Linked DNA regions of Cricetulus griseus: region 2 is linked to region 1. A link is a contact called in public Hi-C data. All regions are on one chromosome and are shown on one strand. Each heading gives the region's core, a stretch centred on a gene start, on an enhancer-like site or on the middle of the called end of the contact. The rest is flanking DNA. Distances are from core to core; before and after follow the strand shown. Region 1 holds the start of Actn1 (alpha-actinin-1). Region 2 overlaps Actn1 (alpha-actinin-1).

Region 1 (4,793 bases), core at 1,653-4,152:
ACTAGGTGCTGCTTTGCCTTAAGAAACATCCCTCTGTATATCCCTGTCACTCCACTGAGAACTAGGCAGGACTAAAATTCTGCAGTCCAGGAAACTGAAGCTCACAAAAGGCAACACGGAGAATGAATGGCTAGGGCCACAACCTCGGACCAGGTTTTCCAAGTGAAGAGCAGAGAGCCCTCTGCCAGGTTCCCACTACCAACCCAAGCAGATGTGGATTCCCAGACACCAAAACCCTCTGACTGGGGAAGCCAGCTCTTCCATCCTTTCTTCCCATCCCTCCTCCAGCTGCCTCCCAATCCACCACACACCAGCCCCCACCCAGCCCAGGCTACTTCTCTCTTACCCTGGTTTACTCATCCTCTCATGTGTCTAGCTCAGAGCTGCTGGGATCTACGAGATATAACAGGTACCATTTGGCACACATTAGCCAACATCAACCTACCTATATTACATTATGATCAGAGATGACCAAATTCCCCTTGTTCCCACAAGGTCAGCGTTCTGGGACTCTATCATTTTCTCTCCTACCTCACTGAATATGCTCATTCAGCCATTTATTCTTTAATACTCAGTGAACATATAGGCCCAAGCGTCTGGATGCCAGAAACTGAGTCCCACAGCCCTTACTGGGCCTGGCTCTTCAACAGCTCCATGGTGCTGTTGAACTCCTGGAAGGGACTTCTGTTCTCCATGGAAGATCCCAAGATTTCCACCATTCTGATCCCACCCCTCCTGTCCATGTTGAGAAAGTTTTTGGATTTTTTTGTTTTGTTTTGCTTTTTGTTTCTTTTTTTTTTTGAAAGAGAAACGAGCAGGGGAGGGGGATCCCTTGTCCTCCCTGGGAGTCTCCAAATTGCTCACCCAGTTTTCTCCTCCACCAACAGTCCCAGGAAATAAACTAAAGTGATCGAAGCAGGGAAAGACCCTCAGCTCCGGGAGAGGGGGAGGGGGCTGACAGGAAGAGGGCGGTGTCTTTAAACTACCAATACATTACAAAGAATCAGTTCAAAGCCAAAGGACTCTCTTAAGAGTCCATGTTGCTGTAAGAGACAGGGGCAGGGCCCCAGGTCGCCTGTTTAAGGAAGCCCATTGTGGTGTGGTTTAAATTACCCCTGCTTGTCTGAAGTGAGTAAAAGGGCACCGTTTCAGGGCTTAGGATTCCTGAGTGAGCTAATACAGGATGCCTTTAGCCGAAGGAGAAAAAAAAAAAGAAAAAGAAAAAACTTCAGTCGGCTCTCTAAACTCCCCCCCTTTTAAGTTTAAAAAAGGGAATGAATGTTACCATTTTTGGACATGAGCATTCTCCCTCAAGCCCAGCCCTAACCGCACTATCCAGAGGGACGCGCCATCCTGCCCCCCCATACCCAGATCACGAAGGCGGGGGGGGGGAGTATGAAATGGGGAGGGATTGGACAGGAATGGGGGGGTTCGGGGTACGTGGCTGCCTAGGGAAAAGGCTCGCTTTGCAGGCAGGAAGCCGCGGCAGGGTTAATGCACACACACACACACACACACACACACACACACACACACACACACACACACACACACACACGCGAGTGGTTTCTGACCTCTTCCTGCCACTAGCCAGAACCCATCACCAATTCCCCAGCCCAGACGGGGCAGCAAACCTGGACCTCGCTGATGGCTTTTAGGATACAGCGAGTGGCTAAGCAGGGATCCTCAAAGGACGATCCCAAATATCTCCTGGGACGGTCCCTGACCCCTGAGCCCTTCAACTACAGCCAAGCTACCCAAACTCGCGTTTCACCAGGAAAAGAGCGAGCCGGTGGAGCAGAACACAGATGCAAGGCTTGCAGATACCAGCTCACTGAGTTAAGCAATAAAACGGTTCACCGTCCTGACCCCGCCCCCACAGGGCCCCGGGAGCCCGCGAACAGCCCCCGATTTTCTCGGCCCCAGCCGCACTCCAGCACGTCCACTTCCAGGTAGATACCGAAGCGGCCGCCAAACCCTCCGGCACCCGCTCCGATGCCTGCCGACCCGGCTAGGGACGCAGAGTGCCGGGCACCTTGCCCCTACTGTACAGAGCCCCAGGGGCGGCCCAGGAAGAGCGCTGCCACCGCACGCCATATGGAGGCGCCAGGAAGAAGGGAAGGAAGGGGAAAATCGATCCCGAGTAAGCAGCCATGGAGCCCAAGTCTCAGCCCCAGCCTCTTGAGCACCGCCCCCACGCCCTGCCCACGCCGGCATGGTTTCGGCAGCAGCGGGGTGGCCTGGACCACCCGCCCCGAGGCGACCTGCCCGCCGGCGGGGCCACCTCCCCGCGCAGGGGCTCGCGGTTCGCGGGCTACAGGGCAGGGTTGCTCCCCTCTTCCGCCCGGTGCCTGTAACCCAATACCCCAGCTCGCAGTGGCCGCGCTGTCCCCGCCTCCGCTCTTGCGCGCCGGGAACTGGTTTCCAGTCGGGAGCCCAGGAGTGCGGCGGGCAGAGCGGATTTGGGACTCGGGGATGCGGCGGGTGGGGGTAGCTGCTAACCTTCCTCTGCTGCTTCTCCCAGGCCGGATCCAGGAGCAGGTCCCGGTCCCAGTCCTCTTCGGGCTGCATGTAGTCGTTGGTCTGCTGGGAATCATAATGGTCCATGATGGTGCGCGCGTGCTAGGGGCTGGATTTTTTTTTTTTCCTCCACCTTCTCTCCAGGCGACGGCAGCTGCTGCCCGGGTGTGGGAAGGGAGTCAGCAGGGTTGGGCTAGGCTGGGCTGGCGGGGCCGGGCGCGATCGCTCCCCTGCGCCCGCTTCCGCCGCGGCTCTGCTAGCGGAGGCTGCTGCTGATGGTGGCGGCGGCTGGAGCTCGCGGACTGCCTTCCTGGGGCGCGCGCTCCGACCTAATCTCCACGCACACTGTGCTCAGTGAACACTCGCGCTGCCGGAGCCGAGGCGGGCGGGGGCGGGGAGAAGGGGCAGAGCCCTCCCGAGGTTCTCCATTGGCCAGGCCGAGTTGCCCAAACTTCCCCCCAGCGCCTCTCATTGGGAATTCCTGGCATCCGTCAGGCGGGTCCCTGTGCATATAGGTGGACTGGGCGGCCCCCTCTGGGCACGCACGCCACCGCCCACTCTCTGGGTTCCCACTCCCCCGCAGCTCATGTGACACCACCTTAAGCTGAACGGGAGTGGAGCCTGGGGACGCCTCCCGGAGCTCGGGGACCAAATAGCACTGCGTTCAGCAGCCGCGCGAGTCGTCGAGGATTGGCCCAGTTCCCTGCCGGCGGGAAGGCCTGGAACTTGGGCGCACCGGTGTTCCTGTGGTCCCAAGCGAGCTCCAAACCCCGGTCCTGCAAGGGAAAACCCGAGGAATATTTCGTTTTCTCTTTCTGGGGGAACCTGGGCCGGGACAAGTCCGTACCCTGGAAAGAGGAGGGGAGGGCCTACAGTAAAAAGGAATTTCCTGATTCCACCACCGCGCCCGCCCGCCCGCCCGCCCCTTAGGACCAAACTGATCCCTGTCTGGAGCTAGGTTTGTGACCAGCACACGGTTCTCAGGCCACTGAGCGTCCCCACCTCGTCAAGGAACCTTTGGGTACTTCTCTAGGGCTCGGGGCACTGGCCCGCTGCGGGCTTCATGAGTGGCAGCCGCGCTGCCTAGCTTCCCAGGCTCTCTGTAGGTATGCCCAGGTGGACTGACACAACTGAAGCTATCTTCTTCTCCAGCTTTCCTACACTTTCCTGAAAACTAGGAAGGGCCCTGGAATGACCTACCTATACCACGAATCCTTCCAAATACATACACCTGACGTATGTGAAAACTGAGATTCAAGAGCTGAGCTGGGCGAGAGACTTAGCATATCATGGACTCTACAGGTCAATTCTGTATCTACCCTTGTGCCTGACAAAACCTTACTGTCCTTGGAGGAGGAAGAAATAGTGCAAGAAACAACTAAACTACTTGGTGCCTGCTGCTGCTCTCTGGGCTCAGCAAAGGGGGTGGAAATTTCTTGGTCCAGTAGCGTTGCATCCTGGGAAGAGGCTGCCGGCTTCCTGGTGGTCTCCTGAGGGATGGATGCTGAGTATGAAAAGCAGTAGCCAGTAAGCCTGCTGTTTGGTTGTGCGCTCTGATGTGGACAAGAGATACGCCCTTCTTGCATCTAGGGCTTTATTTATACAGTCGTCCCTTAATATTCAGGGGAACTGATTCCAGGACCACTGCAGATACCAAAAATCTGCAAATGCTTAAATCACATGTATATAATGGCACAAGATGGATATGTAACCTACATACACTCACTGTACATTTTAAATCATTCCGGGATAGAAATGACATGTGACTACTCATACTGTTGAGGAAATCCTGACAGGAAAAAGAAGTCTACACAGTCAGCTCCCCCACACACACCCTTGGGAGACTTTTAATCTGTGGTTCAATCCAAGATTCTAACTTGTAAAAATGGAGGCCAAGTTGTATTTGTAGGACGACTGGTTGTTAATCTTGAAGCCAGAATAGTCTATCATGTTACACAGTGATGTTTACTGACAGGAAGAGTTCTGAATAGAATACTTAAAAGCCCACAACGGTCAGAGTGGGAGTGGGGTAAAAAGCCTGCCTGTGGTAGGCAGAGGACACTGTGATGCCAGTAGAAGCAGATATCAGCAGTGTTAGTCCTCGAGTCATTAGTCAGCCACACGTTCATGCCAGTGTTAACCATCAGCACTGTGCCTGTCCTCTCTAAGGAAACAACAGGAGATTTATGAACTATTTCATAAGCCTTTCTAAACTATGATTCTAAACCTAACATAGAAGGCAATGATGATGCCATATCTGTTCATTCACTCAA
Region 2 (5,589 bases), core at 436-2,935, 61 kb before region 1:
AAAAGTCCATTCTTCTTTATCAGGCTCTGGTGATGATTGGTTGGTTGGTTATTAATTAATTACTGGGGAGGACAGAGAAAAGCAACTTCCCTTGAGGACTCGTATCCCCGAGGAATAGATAAAATACACGTGTAAACAAGTAAATAGACGTAAACCAGCCTAAGTATGGAGCTCTCTTGGTCTTCTGTGGGCTGAAAGGTGAGGTTCAACTCCAGCTCCTCAATCCTCACCAGTGTGCAGACAGTGAACTGGCCCACAGCAAGGTGCCCTCAGGGAAGAGCAAGGTACCCAAGGCAATTACTCCCCTCTGCAATACTACTGCACTGGGTCTGCATTGGTGTGCCGGGCAAAGGAACACCAGTGTTCACTTGGGACATGAGACACAATGTAATTCTTCTTGCTGAGAGTCAAAGATAGCACCTGATCAGCACGTTCATCCAGAAGTTTGCAGAAAATGCTGCGGGGGAGGCATTAAAATCAGGATGAGAAAGCTGGGATGGGTGAGAGTCATGTACTCAGGCTGACCGGGTGGATCCTCCTGCATCCACCTCCCAAATGCTGGCTGGGGTTACAGGTGTGTGTGGTTACAAGCCCCACCTCATAATGGATTATCTTTTTAAAGATGTATTTTCATCTATAATCTCCAGTATCCTAACAACCCTAACGCTGAAAAAGTTCAAATTGATAGGCACAGACTCCCAGCTCTCACAGGTAAACCGGCGAGAGACATGGACAAATACAAAACAGGAAATTAGGTATCATTTTCCCAGATGTTAAATTAATAAACTTTAAAAACAAATTTAAACACACACATTATTATTACACTGCAACCAGAAGCATAAACTGGCTTTAAAAAGGGAAGAAAAAAAAAAAAAAACCTGTCTGAAGAAGCTGGCTATGGGGAGCAAGCATCTCAAAGCTGTTCAATTCTGGCAATGAAATCCTATCTCTGTCCCCAGCCAGACCTGCAGTGCAGAGTAAGGTTTCTGTCTAAATACCCTGTAGTTCAGTTATTTATCATGGAAGCTATGTTCAAAGGACAAAGAGTGACTTAAGTCCCCAGAGCCCCACCGCCCTTCTGCTCAAAGCCATGGCTTTCCACCCCACCCAGAGTCCAGGGGCCCACAAGGCCCTCTCAGGCTGGTTGAGCCTCCTGGGCCCTTCCTTGCACCCTTTCTGGCATCCTCATTGTTCCCTCTCCCGGGATATCCACTGGGCTTGTCCCTCCCCTCCCCGCAGGCCATCTCACTGTAGCCTTCCTTGACCACCCACTGATGCTTCACTACTCTCTACATGATATCATAGGTACTTCTGGTTGTCTTCTGGATGGACAAGGATCAGACTTTACAGTCTTGCATCACTGCTCAGAGCCCAGTACAGGCCTAGCACTGAGTAAGGCCTCCATGAGTGAGTGAGTGAGTGAGTGAGTGAGTGAGTGAGTGAATGAATGAGGGAGGGAGAGAGGGAAGGAGGAAGGAAAAGAAGGAGGAAGGGAGGGAGGGAAGGAGAAAGGGAAGGAGGGAGGGAGAGAGGGAGAGGTTGATAATAGTGTAAGAGGCGGGCAGAGGCACACAGGCCTGTCATTAGCCCTGGAGAAACTATCAGTGCTTAGCCACTCCCAAGGCAGGCCCAGGTAACAGCTCAACCTTGCTCAAGCAGATATTAACAGACCCATCCACACTGCATTCCTGAGGCTTTAATGACTCAGGGGAAAGAAATCCTTACAATGAAATTTTATGGGCAGCATTCTGACTCTGAGGGGAAATTTTTTTTTTAGTTTATAAAAGCGGTGACACTCAAGTTCAGCTTTCCTGGAACGGGGGTGTTCCTCCCCTCTGCCTGACTCCATGACGCACCCTCCCTCCCCCCGGGACCTTTCAAGCACGAGTGGGACAATTGTTTTTGGGGTCCTCTCCCCCTTCCTCAGAACTCGGTGAATTCTAAGTCACATCGAAGAGGCAAAACTAACACCAGAGAAAAGGAGGGGCAATGGAGTGTTAAGATCAGGAGAGACTGTGGGGTGTGCTCGGGTCAGGAGGGACAGGGACAGTGGGGTGCGCTCAGCTAAGGAGCCCCTCACTGCCTCAGCCCCATTAATTATTCTCAGTCCTGGACCCCAGGGGACACAGTGGAGCCCGTCAGGACAGATGAGGGTTAGACCTCAGCCATGGAGCCTGAACAGGTGCCCTCTGTTTCAAAGCAACCTGCAATCTACCTCTGGCAATTTTTCTGAACCTGGCACCCCTCACCCTAAAAGACAGCCTGTCAAACCTGTGTCACCAGCCTATCCTGAGGAGGTAACCCTGGGATGCTTCCTGTTGAGTCAGGGTCAGGCTAGCTCAAGACATACTCAAGCATCTGCCACCTCTCTCCCTTCCTTTTTGCTTAGCCTTTGCCAAATTTTCCTTTCTTAAATTCTGCTTTTGCTGACTTCTCTTTTTCTAGACCTGCCATAATGGCCCTGCATTCCCACTCAGCAACAGCTGATCGGATCTATGTGAGCCCAGCCTTCTTTGAAGGAAAAGCTCTTTCCAATTCACTACAGTCCTCACCCAAGCCCATTTCCCACAATCTCTCCTCCCTTACCTTAGTGGGGACCTGAACTGGTGCCAGACCATTGAGTGGCACTTTTCTTGGCTTCCCCTGCCTGAGAAAACTCTGCCAGGCTTCAGCCTTCCCTAGTAGAACAAGATGTTCTTTTCTTTTTATTAAGAGGCAGAAAAATGCTTTTCCAGCCACAAAGTGAGTACCTGCCACACACATGTGCTTTGAACATACACCCAGCATCAGCAGCTAGAAGCTGTGGCCACAGGTCTAAGAGAACATAGCCTCTGCTCTTGAGACGGTCAAAGCTGCAGGGTTGCCAGGATCCAGAGGTGTGGCCACCACCTTGAGCACCAACCGCATAGGTAAGACAAGGGTCAGCTGATGCTCTCAATACAGGACCTGCCAAGGAATAGTTTTGGCTTCGCTGGCCACATGATTTTTGCAACTACTACTGAACTTCACTGCTGACACCCAAAGAGGCACCAGATGATGATGGGCAGACAGATGGTTTTGTGTTCAGTGTTTACCAAAACCTTTGTCAACCAGACACCCTGCAGTTTGTTTCCCCTGTTAAAGCTGATGGATGCGCAGAAAACCCTTGTGTGTCTAGAGGAAAAAACGACTTTTCTCGTTACCCACAGAGGATTGGATCTCACAGATTTAGAGGGAGCAATATCCCAGAACTGGGTCTGTGCTTTGAACAATCTTTGTACACTGTAAATATGTATTACTCTCATTGGCTAATAAAGAAACTGACTGGCCAATAGATGAACAGGATAAGGTTAGGTGGGAGAGCCAAAATGAGAATGATGGAAGGAAGAAGGGCGGAGTCAGTGGAGTCACAGCCAGACACAGAGGAAGCAGGGTGTGTATGGAATGAGGTGACAAGCCATGAGCCACGGGGTAGAGCTCATAAGAAATATGGGTTAATTTAAGTTGTAAGAGCTAGTTAGTAATAAGCTTGAGCTATCAGCTGAGCATTTATAATTAATGTTGAGTGTTGGTTATTTGGGAATTGGCAGATGGGAAAGAAAAGTCCACCTATAGACTTGGGTTCTAGATTGGTCACTCACAGAAGATGGGACCAGAGCAAGCGGCATGGTCACCTGTTAGCATGTTTTTCTACAGTGGGGGTGAGCATTAGAGATACTCTGCCCTGTGGGGTCACAGGTTAAAGCATTCTTCAGCCTGGCTTTCCTCAGGACAAATGAGTCCTCACACACACACACAGCCATTGCTGTGTCTTGATGGTGTCTTTCAATCCCTGGCATCCCACTGCAGGTCCCCAAAGAACACATGCTATGTTCATAGGTTATGGCATCAGAGGGCCTGGTTAGAATATTCTAGCTGTTCCTTCAAGCCAGCACAACATACACCAGAAGCCCTGCTATATTCTAAATGTGAAGAGTATGACACCAATGGCTTCAATGGCTTTTTGTTCAAAAAAAGAAATAAAAAAAAGTCTTGAAGTGATGGCAAAAGAACCAGGAAGATGATGACGCTACGAAGAATGCTTCTTGGAGAACTGCAGTGTCTCCCCAGGGCCCTGTCAGCCACAAATCAGTCTGCACTGCCCCACCCACACAGCACCCCTGCAGGGAGGGTAGCTGAGTTATCAGCACTGCGGGTACAACTGCACACCATAAGGACTACAGTGAAATAATGGGAAAGGGGCAAGTCCTGGTGTGGCCCTAGGACAGCACTGTCATTACAGGAGTCAGAGCAGAAAGGACCAAGCAAACACTGATCACGGGGTATCACGCCTCACCTTCGGCCCCGATGGACACCAGCTTGACTCCTTTGCTGGCTATGAAATCCAGGGCCTTGTTGACGTTGGAGATCTTGTGCACTCGCATCTTGCCTCTCTCTGGCTTGGCCAAGCGTTCACCTGATCAAGAGGGAGGAAAATGAAGGTGAGGTGCAACTGTCCAGGAACCAGGGCCACCCTCGCACCCCTCATCCAAAGCACTTCTTAAATGGGCACAAGCATAATTTGCCTCTCAGATGTTCGGAGGTATCACCTGGGAATCAAAAAGAAGTTGATTCTCATTCTCCTACTTCTCAGAGACAAACCTGCATGCATTAGCTCGAAATTTGTATCTTTGTTTTAAAAATACTTTTTAAAAATTTGTGTGTGTGTGTGTGTGACCTATGTGCAGGTACCTGAGGAGACCAGAAGAGGGCACTGGATCCCCTGGAGCTAGAGTTATAGACAACTGTGAGCCACCAGCTGTGGCTATTTGCTAACAAACCCAGGTCCTCTGGAAGAGCAGAAAGCTTCAGTCTCTCTAGCCTCAACATTTATTTATTATGTTCCCTAGATGCCAGAATCTGAGGTGCTGGGCATATGAGAGTTTGTTTCCTTTTATGTAATGTAGTCCAGTAGGAAAGGACAGGTCTTAAATTAAAAAGCAAATAAACATATACAATGAGCAAATACCATATCCTTCTTGCTATAACGTGCTTACACCTCCTAAGCAACATTTTAAATAAATGCATGGAAGCAAGATGGAAGAATCAGAGGATATGGACTAGAGCCTGAGAATGCTATAAACGAAGCTTAATGAGTGTGTCTGGTGGGAATTCAGAAGACCAGAGTACCAACAGAAACAAAGCCAGTCAAGACTGAACTCAGGAGGCTTCAGACGGGTGCAAGGCACACAATGGACTAGAGGTATTCATGTAACATTCTGGCTGTGGTGATATCTTGCTTGTACAAATAAAGAGTGTCTGAAGATCAGAAGGTGGAGCTTGCTACTAGCTATCCATAGATGTCTGGAGGTCTGTACAGAGAGACAGGAAGTGAGATGGCTGAGCGGAGAAAGGAATACCGGTTGGAGGAAACAGGAACTTGGTCTCTTTTCTGCTGGGAGGATAGTGAGGCAAAGGTGGCTTTGGCTTGCTCCTTCTCCTCTCCCATCTCTCAGCGTTTTCCTCTATATCTGACTCCAGGATTTTATTATTAGGACCTATTAGAACTTGTATTAAATGTAGTTGATGTCCTGGAGCTCTGTGGGAAGCTGAGTTTAAAAGGGAGGGACA

What was found. Hi-C and Micro-C count contacts between places; a contact is called where the count stands out from the background.
Region 2: a contact with region 1 is called in a Hi-C map of the CHO-K1 cell line, with 3 times the contacts expected there. The contact joins the enhancer-like site here to the promoter of Actn1 in region 1. A contact is called at or near these places in 5 of 8 Hi-C or Micro-C datasets (the CHK-Q cell line, the CHL-YN cell line, the CHO-K1 cell line and 1 more).

The regions. Positions count from the first base shown.
Region 1 is chr5:123,372,014-123,376,806 of CriGri-PICRH-1.0, reverse strand. It overlaps Actn1 (alpha-actinin-1), which reads right to left and starts at 2,902. Exons shown (of 22, transcript XM_027418397.2): 1 at 2,503-2,902. The coding sequence starts at 2,607.
Region 2 is chr5:123,430,842-123,436,430 of CriGri-PICRH-1.0, reverse strand. It overlaps Actn1 (alpha-actinin-1), which reads right to left. Exons shown (of 22, transcript XM_027418397.2): 3 at 4,316-4,435. Among named protein-coding and RNA genes, the nearest start is that of Actn1, 60 kb to the right of the region's middle. Within about 2 kb of position 1,685, at least 3 of the 6 cell types and tissues checked have open chromatin away from gene starts, as enhancers often do. A contact at or near this core is called in the CHO-K1 cell line and fibroblasts, where this site is marked.